Regions from separate parts of the Mus musculus genome. Here all the other regions are linked to region 2. A link is a contact called in public HiChIP or PLAC-seq and promoter capture Hi-C data. All regions are on one chromosome and are shown on one strand. The core of a region is the stretch at or near the end of the contact, and the rest is flanking DNA. Distances in the headings are between cores, read along the strand shown. Region 1 holds the start of Podxl2 (podocalyxin-like 2). Region 2 holds the start of Kbtbd12 (kelch repeat and BTB (POZ) domain containing 12). Region 3 overlaps Mgll (monoglyceride lipase).

The links. HiChIP or PLAC-seq counts read pairs in DNA pulled down with a chosen protein or histone mark. Capture Hi-C pulls out chosen DNA fragments and counts their contacts.
Region 1: a contact with region 2 is called in a promoter capture Hi-C map of adipose tissue. The contact joins the promoter of Podxl2 here to the promoter of Kbtbd12 in region 2. A contact is called at or near these places in 8 of 39 promoter capture datasets (the 3T3-L1 cell line, the C10 cell line, cranial neural crest and 5 more), 2 of 484 Hi-C or Micro-C datasets (bone marrow-derived macrophages and embryonic stem cells), 2 of 115 datasets of contacts at active chromatin or transcription factors (embryonic stem cells and microglia) and 3 of 9 other capture datasets (adipose tissue, liver and pancreatic islet).
Region 3: a CTCF HiChIP or PLAC-seq map of CD8 T cells shows a contact between it and region 2, with 6 read pairs. The contact joins the enhancer-like site here to the promoter of Kbtbd12 in region 2. A contact is called at or near these places in 9 of 39 promoter capture datasets (the C10 cell line, HPC-7-derived erythroid cells, cranial neural crest and 4 more), 1 of 15 datasets of contacts at CTCF or cohesin (CD8 T cells), 2 of 484 Hi-C or Micro-C datasets (the G1E-ER4 cell line and the HL-1 cell line), 4 of 115 datasets of contacts at active chromatin or transcription factors (embryonic basal ganglia, embryonic stem cells, fetal liver and 1 more) and 3 of 9 other capture datasets (adipose tissue, liver and pancreatic islet).

Annotation. Positions count from the first base shown.
Region 1 is chr6:88,872,459-88,876,712 of GRCm38.p6, forward strand. It overlaps Podxl2 (podocalyxin-like 2), which reads right to left and starts at 2,588. Exons shown (of 8, transcript NM_001347327.2): 1 at 2,461-2,588. The coding sequence starts at 2,521.
Region 2 is chr6:88,625,098-88,628,815 of GRCm38.p6, forward strand. Kbtbd12 (kelch repeat and BTB (POZ) domain containing 12) reads right to left here and starts at 2,332. Exons shown (of 6, transcript NM_001278671.2): 1 at 2,300-2,332.
Region 3 is chr6:88,768,426-88,772,658 of GRCm38.p6, forward strand. All of the region lies in intron 3 of Mgll (monoglyceride lipase), which reads left to right. Among named protein-coding and RNA genes, the nearest start is that of Gm26588, 28 kb to the left of the region's middle. Within about 2 kb of position 1,431, at least 46 of the 459 cell types and tissues checked have an H3K27ac peak or open chromatin away from gene starts, as enhancers often do. A contact at or near this core is called in CD8 T cells and hematopoietic stem and progenitor cells, where this site is marked.

The DNA of each region.
Region 1 (4,254 bases), core at 1,338-3,837, 250 kb after region 2:
CTCTTTATCTCCTCTTTATCAACCTTTCCTGGTGGCCTATAGCCATTCACAAAGACTGAAATCTCACTTTAAAAGGGGGGAGGGGAATCTGATATTTCCCTTGGTTCTGACTTCTTCCCAACCAATTTTTATTCTCTGGAAGGCATGTTCCTTGCAATGGCTGCTCTGTCTTTATATAGACCTGATTATTTTCCAAAGGCTTGGGTACTGGGTGATCACTTAGGACATATGCGCGGGGGGGGGGGGGGGGGGGAGGGTCTCAGAATTATACTTGCTGTGTGATTCCTTTTCTTCCTCAAGCTCACTGAATTTTCTGTTACTTCATCACCCCAAAGGGAGGCAGAAAGGAAAAGGCACACAGGGAGGGACAAGGTGGATCAGCATCAAGAAAGATCTGATCCAAACAAGCCCAGAAAGGGGAGGTCACGGAGACAGGCAGACATCTTAGGGGTAGAGAAAGCCAGGGCCCCAGAACCCAGTGTGTGTCCTCCTGCACGGTCCCGCTCAGCCCTGGCAGGCAGGCTCTTCTGTCTACCACCAGCTGCACTCGGCCCTCCCCTGTCAGCAGCTTTCAAGTCAGATCCCCCTAAGCCCTTAGCAGACACCAGCATGGGAGGTGGCTGGGCAGCATCTGCCACTCTGCCCCCACAGCCCGGAGTGGCAGCCACAACAGAGATGCACCCCCACCCCACACCCCCATCCCCCACCCCCACCCGACTCCACTGATGTTTGCCGCTGAGAAAGAGTGCATGAGTGAAGCGTTCTTCTTTCTACACAAAGGTGTAGAAAGGAGGCACGCTGATAGACACACGTGTGCCTGCACAGAGATGGGGGCATACAAACGGGGTGAGGGAGAGAAGAGGAAAGGAGGGACCCTGATTGTCATCCCACTGGTCACCAGGATGGGGTCATGAGAGTCAGGTCTCCATACTGACTTGCACTGCTGGCAGAGATGGTGTGGTCCCTACCTAGAGAGAGAGAGCAGACCTCCCAGAGCTTTGCAAAGATCTGGGTGGTCTGTGTAGATGTCCCAGGCCAACATCAATAGACACTTCCCCATAAAATGTGCCCAGGGCAGGCACAGCAGTGTGAGGGGTCAGTTACCTCTCTGACTTTTTGTTTTATTTATCTATCTATTTATTTAGAGACAGGGTCTTGCTCTGCAGCCCAGACTGGACTTGGATTCCCAATCCTCCTGCCCCTTAGGTTCCAAAGAGCTGGAATTACAGTTAAGTACAACCCTAATCAGCGTTCTCCCACCTCCGCCCTTCTCCAGACATTTTCCTGGTGTTCTATCATTGACAGTCTCAAAGTAAGGGCCCACCACCTATTCATATCAAACAAGGTCTTCACCTGACTTCACATAGACGCCTCCTCGAATTTGTATACATTACACTGGGTGGGTTTTGGTGGGGTAACTGCCTGAGCACTAGTGGCCAGTCCCATGCCTGTCTCCACTGGAGGGGAAGCGACGCAGTCGAGGACACGCGTTCACCAAGTCTTGTAGCCCACCCAGCCCAGCACCCTGCTCCTGCCCCAGGCCCACCTTAGGACAGGGTCCCAGCTCCGATCTTCCCTGAGAAAGCTGCTCTCCCATGTCCTGGTCTGACCCACCTTTGCAGTCAGCCTTCCTCCCTCCCCTTCTGTGGTGGCGGCTTGCCTCTGAGCCTGTCAAGCTTTTGTGCCCGCCCCCTACACTCGCACACACCCCTGAATCCCATGTCTACCCTGAGAAGCTGTCTCTTTCTCCCTCACACACATATTTCTTACCTGCCTCAGGCCCCGACCTGTCACACGCCCACACTAACGAGGTATCCGGAGTGACTGCTGAATGAAAACCACGTACCCGAGTCTCACACACAGCCCCATATGGCGGCAGTCGCTGTCGCAGACCTACCCCTTTGTCAGCTCCTAATAAAGTTGCCCCGCGCAGTCGAGGACACGCGTTCACAACGACACGCACACGCCTTCCCAGGCAAGCTCCACGCACATGTAAACATCCACCTCGGCCACGCAGCTCTTTCTTTCTCGGCCCTCGGCATCCCCGGCCCACGCGCTTTGGGTACCCGCCGGACCTTTACGATGCGATTTCTCCAAGGGTGTCACCCGTGCGCTCTCGCCTCCCTGCTGAGCTTCTCTACACCCTCGCGCGCACACACGCACACGCCCCTCTGCTCCTTGGCCGCAGACTGGTCACCTGTCACCTGTCACCTGGCGAGGGGTGGGGCGCGGACACCCTGGTGCAGCGGCCCCGCCGCCGCCGTCCTCGAGCGCGCGCGTGGCACGGAGCATCCAGCGCCCAGGACAGGGCGCCTGGGGGGTCCCCGCGCCAGGCCCCGCGCCGCCGCCTCCTCCCCGCGCGCGGCCGACCCCGCGCGCCCCACAGCCTTTGTTCTGCGGCGCTGCCAGCACTGGCCCGTGGCGCGCTGCGCCCTCGCGGCTTGGCCCGGCCCCACTCACCGGCGGCCAGCAGCAACAGCAGCGGCGGCGGCAGTCGGGCGGCCCGCAGCGGCCGGGCCATGGTGCAGCGTTGCCGCCCGCAGCCGCAGCGCCGCGGCGCCCGGGCCGGCCTCGGGGGCGCGCAAAGCGAAGGCGGCGGCGCGCGTGCGCCCCGTTGGCCTGCGTACCCGCCACTCACGCGCTCATCCGCCCAATCGATGCAGCGGAGGGATCGGGGGCGGGACCCTATTGCGGAGTCCGGCTTCGCACCTGCACCTCGGGCCTCGAGCACTTCGCCACCCGGGGGGGGGGACCTCCCTGGGAAGCGGGTCCCGAACCTTTTGTGCAGCAGACCGGGCCCCAGTTACAGCGAAGGAGACAGAGGCCAGGATCAGCAGGGACCTGTTGGGGCACGTGGCCTGGGGATCCTGAAGGCCGGAGAGGACCAGGCTTTGGTGAAGGGACTGGGCAAGAGCAGAGAGCTGAACTCTGTGCCGGGTGTAGTTTATTTTCATTTTATGTGTGTGAATGTTTTCCCTACATGTACATATGTGCACCACGTGCGTGTTTGAAGTCCACTGATGGTTGTTGAGCCACCATGTGGGTGCTGGGAACTGAACTTGGGTCAGTCCATGCTCTTAACCTCTGACCCACTACAGCTTCCAGGGGTAGTTTAGACCCCCAATTTCCAGTTGGCTTTCACAGCCTGAGGAGATTTGTCCTTGTCTTCAGACATCTTGTGGGAGTCACCTTTCTCTCTAGCCAGCGCTTCTCCTTGACTTCAAGTTTCTTTTTGTGCCAATATGGCAAATCCGACAGGCATTGCTCTTCCTAAGTGTCAGGAGGGCAGGAACATTCCTCAGCATGTTCCAGAGCCACAAGTGTAGGAAGGCAGGTTAAGCACAAACGGAGGCAGAGGGGACCTTCTATGGAGACATTTATAGGATGCATGGATGTTGGGTAAGCTGGGTTTTGGCGAAACCATTCTAGATACAGAGAGAAACTGTGGCAATTCTCAGATAGAAAGATGTCTCACTTCTTTAAGTGACAGTGAAAACACTGACTGAAGCGTGACTGTCCCACGCCTGTAATATTTGTACCGCACTAGAAGGGATTCAGGTTAAGACCAGGGCAGTCTGAGCGACATAAGATTGTCTGGTGGGGGAGGGGAGCTAGAGAGACAGCTCCGCACAGAGTTTGTGGCTCTTGGAGGACCCAGATTTGGTTCCCAGCACCCACACTTGCTACTGTCTGTAACTCCAGCTCCAGGAAACCCAGTGCCTAGTCTTCTACTAGATTGAATCAGTCTGTACTTAAAGGCATGCTGTGTTGGGAGAGAGACTCTAGGTTTGTGTTTTAAAAAAGAAGAAAAGGCTTTGGACTCCTTCCGAAATAATAAGGATCAGACTTGACAGAGGGCGACTCCCTGAAGATCTTGGCTACAGACAAGAAGAGGAAGACTGGCAAGATCAACAAGATGGGTAATGTATACACTGATCCCTATACTTGGGGACAGCTCTGGGACTTAAATGTCTATATACAGACAACAAATTGTATTGACTACAAAATTCTCAGGGCTTATTATGACATACCATCTTTTCAGATAGTGTAAATGGAGATTTGAGTTTGATTATATGATCAGACTAACTTCTAAAGAAAGACAGTTGTCTTTCACCTGTTCAAACAGCAGAAAATCATTCTTAATTGATCTCCGCACCCCGCACTTTCAATGCAAATGTCGATAAGGTTTGTATATTGCAGAATGGAAGACCAAGAAGGCAGCCCTGACAGGATTCACCCTCGAGGATCCTGAGC
Region 2 (3,718 bases), core at 1,082-3,581:
TACAAAGTGAGCTCCAGGACTGCCAGGGCAGTAGTACAGAGAAACCCTGTCTCAAAAAGAAAAAACAAACAAATAAACAAACAAACCCAACAACCAACCAACCATCCAATCAAACAAAAACAGCTAAAGAGCAGAAAAGTAACAAGGACAGGGCTCCAAAAATCTAGTTTTCCCCAAATTGCCTTCAACAGACTTTTGTTAACAAACTAAGAAATATTAACAACTATGACATCAGAAAATAATGTCCCAGTTCTAATGTTTCCAGTTCCAAAGCGAAATGTTTTATTAAGAAAGCCTTTTTGTTTTGTTTTGTTTTGTTTTTCGAGACAGGGTTTCTCTGTACAGCCCTGGCTGTCCTGGAACTCATTCTGTAGACCAGGCTGGCCTTGAACTCAGAAATCTGCCTGCCTCTGTCTCCCAAGTGCTGGGATTAAAGGCGTGTGTCACCACACCTGGCTCCTCATTGTTTTTTATAGTGTCAAAGGGCTAACAATTCTAATGCGTACACGTAATACTCTGTGTTAGGAATACCCTCCTTCCCCGGTCCAGTTCTTCAGAATTCAGCGCAGATAACATTTTCTGAAGTAAAGGACTTCATGTTTTATTCACTTCTCTATTCCGTGTCTGTGTTGATACCTGGTATGGAAGAGTTGCTTGGTCTCCAGTCCAGGCCCCATCCTGCTTAGCCTCAGAGATCTGACAAGAGCAGGAGCGTTGGGGGAGGGGAGAGTCTATCCCCAAGCTATCCCAAAAGTGGTTGCTGTATCTCAGTTACGTTCTTCTAGCTGGGTTGTCTTGTCTGGTCCCAGTGGGAGAGGATGCGCCTAGCCTCACAAACTTGATATGTGTGTGTGTGTGTGTGTGTGTGTGTGTGTGTGTGTGTGTGTGATACCCAGGAGGGCCCCCACCTGCTCAGTGGATAAAAGGAGGAGGGAGGGGGGAAATATTGTGGGAGGGGTGACAGGGAGGGGAATGTAAAGTGAGTAAATTAAAAAAAAAAGAGTTTCTTGGTATGGTTGTTTGATCAAACTAATGCTTTGTTTAGTTCTACATCATTCCTAATAACCTTACCCTCCTATATCTGAATAAATATTTCTGAGGCAGGGTCTTTCTAGGTAGCCTTAGCTGGCCTCTGATTCACAGCAATCTTGCCTGCCTCTGTCTCCTGTGTGCTAGGATTAAAGGCATGTGTCACTATATCTGCCCTTCTCTCTTTGTGTTTTTACATGTATATGTTAGCTTTGGAGATTCTGATTTTGCTTAAACCATGCTTTAAGTTATTATCCTCTTGTCCAACTATAAATCCTTCCAGGAGACTTTCTTCCCTTTATTTGTGGCATTATGACATCTACTTTTGACCTCCACCCTCAAAGTTAATTCACAGTCATTATTTGCTCTCTGAGATAGAGGCCTCATTCCTGGGGAAGGGCCAGCTGAAGCAAACTTGAAACATTCCCGCATTTATAGAAAAAAAAAATGGCAACAATGGCTTATTTCCAAGTGACCTAAAAGCCAGCTGCAGCTTCTCAGTTGGCACATCTGCCCACCCGTGCTAAGCCCTAAGTGTCAGCCATTATTTATGGTGCCTTCCCTATTTCTCTTCTTGAGGGTGATTTTACAGCCATTTAAGTTTGTGACCCCTGGTTTATAACCTAACACTCTTACTGTATGTTGTTTCTGCCATCACCAGATTTCCCCAGTCCTACTTTTGCCAGCGCGGTAGGAAATGGCTGAACATGCATACCACCCTAATTACACTCAACTTTCCCCGCTGATGTCGTTTCCCTGATTTGTTTAATACGAACAAGTCACCCTCAGATGTACATAAGGCTTGCAATAATGAGTCACAGAGATGATAAAGACAAATAAGCTTTCTCTTCTTTTTCCTTTGGTGTGCTCGCAATGTTTTGCATTCACCCAGTTCCTTATACTTTTTCCGAGTGCTTTAATATGCATTATAGCTCATTAGTTCCTCTTAAGAATCATGTGGGGAAAATGCAAGGCAATTATATTCCTGGCTTTAAAGTTAAGAGAGTCGCCCAGGGATACATTCAGCGCTGATTGAATTTAAACGAACCGAACCCTGCTTTATTATGGGCTCCGGGAAGGCAGGAGAGCCCTTACCTCGATGGCATTTATAGTCTAGCGGGGTCGCAAAATAATCAGCCGGGTCATTTAGGGAAGGGAATTATCCTGGAGGTCTAGCAAATGGATTATGCCGCAGGGAGACCGGAGCGGCCGCTGACCCCACACCGGCCGGCCGACCGAGGGGGCGTCCCCTCTCTAGGCCCCTACTTACTCGCTGCTGCTCCGCCGCCATGGCGCCGTGACTAGGCACACGCGGGGTCGGGAGGGCGCGGCGGGGCAGGCCTGACTGACTACACTACCCGAAATGGGCCTGGGCTGACAAGCACTATAAATAGACCAAGCGAGGGGGGTGCAAGGGACAGGCGGCGTCCCAGCGAGGACGAGGAGGGCGCTGGCGGCCACCCAGAGGTAACAGGTGCTCGGCCTCCGCGCGGGAAGCGGCCGGGACACGCGCTGCAGTGTGCGCCTGCGCGGGGTCTTCCCGCGCCTGTTCCACACAGACCCCAGAGGTCCCTCACCGGCAAGTGCGCCTGCGCGGGGTCTTCCCGCGCCACACCGCGCGCTAGGGACAACGGTGTTCTGTCAGTCAAGAGCCCAAAAAGACACCTTTGAAAAGAGAATTTGGAAATCGGATCTTTTAAGGGGACACGTCTTTCATTTAATCTTTAAACGTTGCAAAGCTCACCCGAGGCTTCTGTGTGATCTTATTGAGTACGGCCTATGGTAGGGTTGCTGAAGAAAACACAGGAATCCAGTTAAATATACAATTCAGACATACAAGTGGTATTTCTTTTCTTTTTTTCGTATAATATGTTTCAGAGATCGCATGGCCAGTCCACATTTAGAAGCAACTCATTGTTTTGAAACCAAAAACAGGTTTTGGTTTCAATACAGAACATAGAATTCTGTATTTTTATTTATTACAGCTGGCAACTGAATTTCAGCACTCAGCTTCTGATGTGGGAGGGGGGATTTCCTGTAAGTGGAAAGTGTCCCCGAATCCTGAGAAAAGATTAATTCTGTTCTCAGGGTGCTCTCAGTGATGGGGAGCTAGTACCCCTCAGAATGTCATAGAGCATCATCTATTTTGTGATTAAAGACTCAGTATTAAGTCAGCTAGCTTAAAACGAGCCAGAATGGCTTTAGTGTAGTAATACACATTTGTGTGAGGGTTACAAGCTCTTGGGAGGAGGGGTCAAATGACCCTTTCACAGGGGTCACCTAAGACCCTTGGAAATATCACCACAACATGAGAGTCTGTATTAAAGGGTCACAGCATTAGGAAGGGTGAGGATCTCGATAGGTTAAAGTGAAGCTGTCAGTGGATGTGTATTTCTAGGAGAGAATCTGTCACCTGGTTGTTTCAGTTTCTAGAAACCGTTCTGATTCTTTTGTGTGTGATTCCTTTCTCTTAAAGTCAAGATCAAGCTAGAAGTGGTTGGACATACTTGTAATTCCAGCACCCAAGAAGTAAAGGCAGGGGAATCAGGAATTTAAGGGGCTGTCGGCTTCACTGGGAGTTCAAGGCTAGCTTGGGGCACATGAGACACTGTACAATAATACTCCGTTACTCCCTCCCCCAAAGCTTTGGGGGTCATAGAAATAAGTCTTTCTCAGGTTGGATCATTCT
Region 3 (4,233 bases), core at 181-2,680, 140 kb after region 2:
AGTCCGTCCACATGTAGCCCCAGCACGGGAAACGCCACGGGTGCTTGTTGAATGGCTAGAAGAATCTGTAACTCACATTCAATGAGACAGATGTTTCAGATGTGAGTTGTGGGACTTCCACACTGCGTATCTGTAGGGGTGGGACTGGTCACCACCAGGACCCACTATGGAGTGGGCCTGGTGGCTAAGGGTCAGGGAAGCTTGTAAATGATGTGAGTGTATTCCCTGAATGGGGGAGCCATGCACCTGGTGTTTGAGTCCGGTGTCTCTGAGCTACACTGGCATCCCTACATCCTGTGGGGCTAGCGGGGTAGCAGAGTCATACCACATGAGTAGGATCTTACTGGAAATGGAAGGTGTCCTGGTTACAGTTACTATCACTATGATGAAACACCATAACCAAAAAACAAGTTGGGGAGGAAAGAATTTAATTGGCTTATACTTCCACACCATACTCCATCACTAAAGGAGGGCAGGGCAGGGACTCAAGCAGGACAGAAACTGAAAGCAGGAGCTGATGCACCATGGAGGCCATGGAGGAGTGCTGCTTACTGGCTTACTCTCCACAGCTTGCTCGTCCTTTCTTATAGAACCCAGGACTACCAGCTCACAGGTGGCACCGCCCACAATAGCCTGGGCCCTCCCACATCAGTCACTAATTAAGATAGGGCTTTCCTACACCCTGATCTTATAGAGGCATTTTCTTAATTGAGGTTTCCTCCTCTCAGATGACTCTAGCCTGTGTCAGGGTGACATAAAGTTAGCCAGCACAGGAGGACTCTGACCACTGAAACCTCTGGGGAGAGCCTAGGGAGAAATTGATATCGGCTTCCCTGAGCCTCGGATCCTGCTGTCTTTGGTCTTTGGTGCACTCCAGACACTGCAGTTCTCTCTCTCTCTCTCTCTCTCTCCCTCCCTCCCTCCCTCCCTCCCTCCCTCCCTCCTTCTCTCTCTCTCTCTCTCTCTCTCTCTCTCTCTCTCTCTCTCTCTCTTTCTTTCTTTCTTTCTTTCTTTCTTTTGTGTGTGTTGTTCTGGTTGTTTGTTTATTTTCGAGACTGGATTTCTCTGTAGACTCACTGTGTAGACCAGGCCGCCCTGGAATTCACAGAGATCCGCCTCTCTCTACCTCCCAAGTGCTGGGACTAAAGGTGTAACCCACCACCAGCCAGCTCAGACACTGCAAATCTTAGTTAGTTAGCCCAGGTGAATCTATGGCAGTCCAGGTTGAGAGCCAGGGCAGGGGAGGCAACAGAGACTCTCTGATCCATAGTATCACTCATCTTCTGATATAAAGCTCTGAGCCCGGAAGCCAGGTTTCCGAGGAGAAGGGATCCAGGACAAGGCCCAACAAGAAGTGGTAGAGGCAGGCAGAAGTTGTGGGGCGCCAGCCACATCCTGCTCAGGTAGACACCAGAAGGCAGTTTCCTGTGAGTTTCTAAACATAGCATAAGAAAGCCACCGTGGGTGTGCATGCACTCAGTGGGTCTGCAGCTGCTCCTATGACTCACTGGAAACCCCTTGGCCCTCCACACAGGCATCCTGGCCAGCCAGACTGTACAGAGTGGGTGAGAAGGGCCTATGGAGAGCGGACAGGAATCTACTGCCCATGGCACCTTAGGAATGTGGCCAATAAGTCTCACTCCCAAAGCATTTTGCCTTTCCCAGCAAGCATCCTTCTGTCTCTCTGATACGCTTGTTAAAAATACATTGTCACTAGGGTGTCGCTCAACATCAAAGCACCTGCTTGCCAAGTGTGAGGTTCTAGGTTTCCTTCTAGCTCCACTGGAAAAAAAGAGAGAGAAAGGAGAAGGAGGAGGAAGGAGGAGGAAGGGGGGAAAGTGAGGGGAGGGACAGAGGGGAGAGGATAGAAAGAAAAAAAGGGACTAAGGAAGGAAACTTGGGAGTTTGCTGGGCCCAGCTTTCTATTTACAAAATATAAAGCAAGCATCCTTGGCAAATTAACAGTGAATTAATTATCTGCAAATATTTGAGGGAAAGTGCTAAAGGGAGATTTAAAAAAAAAAAAACAAAACAAAACCAAAAAACCCCAAGCCCTCAGCTAGGGTGTGAGAAGAGGAAGTTTCGCGGGAATGGCCGTGGGTGTCGCCGATGTGATTCCACAGAGGGGTGGGCCCCACTAGAGCCCCACATGGACCTAAAGAGTCCTGAGGAAATTCAGGGGCAAGCCCACAGGTAATCTGTGGGGGTTTCCACCCGGGAGCCAGAGCTGATTCGGGGTCCAGTGTGATGTACTCTGTTAATAGAGTAGACGGCCGCCAGCTGCAAGACACGCGTGCCTGTCAGAAACGCTTGAAAATGTGTTGGCACCGTTTCTCGCCTTAGTAAATACAAGTGTGAAAATAAGAGAGGAGTTTGCTTGCCGATGCTTCGGAGTCCCCAGCCAACTTGGGGTGACAGGGAACCCAATGAGCGGCAGTGAATCTGAGCCTGCAGCCCTGGCTTCTTACCCTTCTCCCCCACCCCCAGCCCCCTTCATGTCAGTCTGCATAATCCAGTTGCACATATTCAGACCTTCAGGTTTTTCAGTCGATCTCTGATGGGAATTTGTATCAAAATGCAGTTACTTGTCTCCTCTGTGGCTGAGATGAAATCCTGCCAGCCCGAGTTGGCTCATCCATAAGATGAGGGCAACAATAAGAAAGAAAAAAAATGGGATTGAGACTAGTTCTGCAACCTCACCCCCAGATTCTATCCCATTCAGCTGGCCTATCAAGCTGGCACATGCGTGCCAGTGGACATAGGCTACCGTGATACCAAGGCTGCTGGCCCTGGATCCACTGTGGAAACCGTGAACTCATAACAAGGACGCCTTGTGTCTGTGAGACTCAGCACACATCAGAGGAAGCTGGCTGAGGGAGGCAGGGGCAGGGAAGAGCCTTGGAGTTTGGGGCAGGATTTCAAGGGATGCCTTACCAAGCAGATGAGGCCAGTATCAGCAACTGTGGGTTAGGAGGATCCCAGGCCTTCATTCCATGGTAACATACTGCATATCTAACTACCTATCAGCGCCGTCTGGGGAGTAGATACAACTACTGGAACATGCTAAGCCTCGGTTTCCTTGTCAGAGAATACAAATGTGAAATGTCTTTGTCTTGAATCAGACTACTGACTAAATTGTCACATAAGTGGGAAGAGATGGTATCGTTTTTGTTTCTCCGTATGTATCAACACCTGGCCTTGAATCCACAATCCTCCTGCCTCAGTGTCCTGGGTGTCAGGGTGGCAGACTATGTCTCCATTCTTAGAGACTCTGGTGTAGAGTTTGCTGCTGTTTGGCTCTAGGGCATGTTCAAAGGTCCGTGTATTGAGGGCTTGGTCCTCAGCTTTAGGGAAGTGTGAATTTTAAAAGGTGGGGCCTAGTGGGGGTCATGGGTTGGGGCTAAGGGCTGCTTCTCTTCAGTGGTCCAGCCAGGAGGGGAATAGCTTTCCCATCACATACGGCCACCATGATGTGCTACCTCCCATAAGTCCAAAACAAAGCCAAGTAACCAGAGACTGACTGAACCCTCCGTAACCGTGAACCAGAACGAGCTGCTCCTCCTTGGTAAGTGTTTGGCGACAGTAACACAGTAGTCAGGCATTAGAGGTTATTGGTAGCCTTGGGTCCCAAACTTCGTCCGGTTACTGGCCAATTGACAAATGCTAAACATTGACTTGTAGTTTGTGTGATTTTTTCTGAGTCAGGGTCTTGCTATGCAGCTCAGGCTGCCCAGAACTCTTATCTCCCCGCCTTGGCTTCCCCAGCTCAGGATTCAAGGCGTTCACCACCGCACCCAGCATCGAATTCTATTTCTTAACAGCCGAGTCTTGCCTGAGCCCGCATCATTCTGAAGCTCTCAAATTACACATTGCTGATGTTGGCGTTTCTACAGCAGAACTGAGTGGCTTCAAAATTTCTCTGGAGAAACAGTTTTCTGTCTTATAAAACAGAGGCCCCGGGGACTCGGAAGGTCTTGAGTCTCTCTCGTCAGTTCGTGTGCCCACTCAGGAGACACATGCAGTGCCTTCTGTGAGGGACAGAGAGGACTGGGCCGGAGCCCTGCAGGACCCTGCAGCCTAAGATCCCGTTCCCGCGTGTTTCTGAATGGTCCATCTTCACCATCAGGCGTAGACTGTGGGGTTGTATGGCTGCTTGCCTTTGCTGCAACCTCCACCTTGCCGCCTACTGTCTGAGTGAACTCAGGGAAGCATTGTACAGCCTCCATGCTTCAA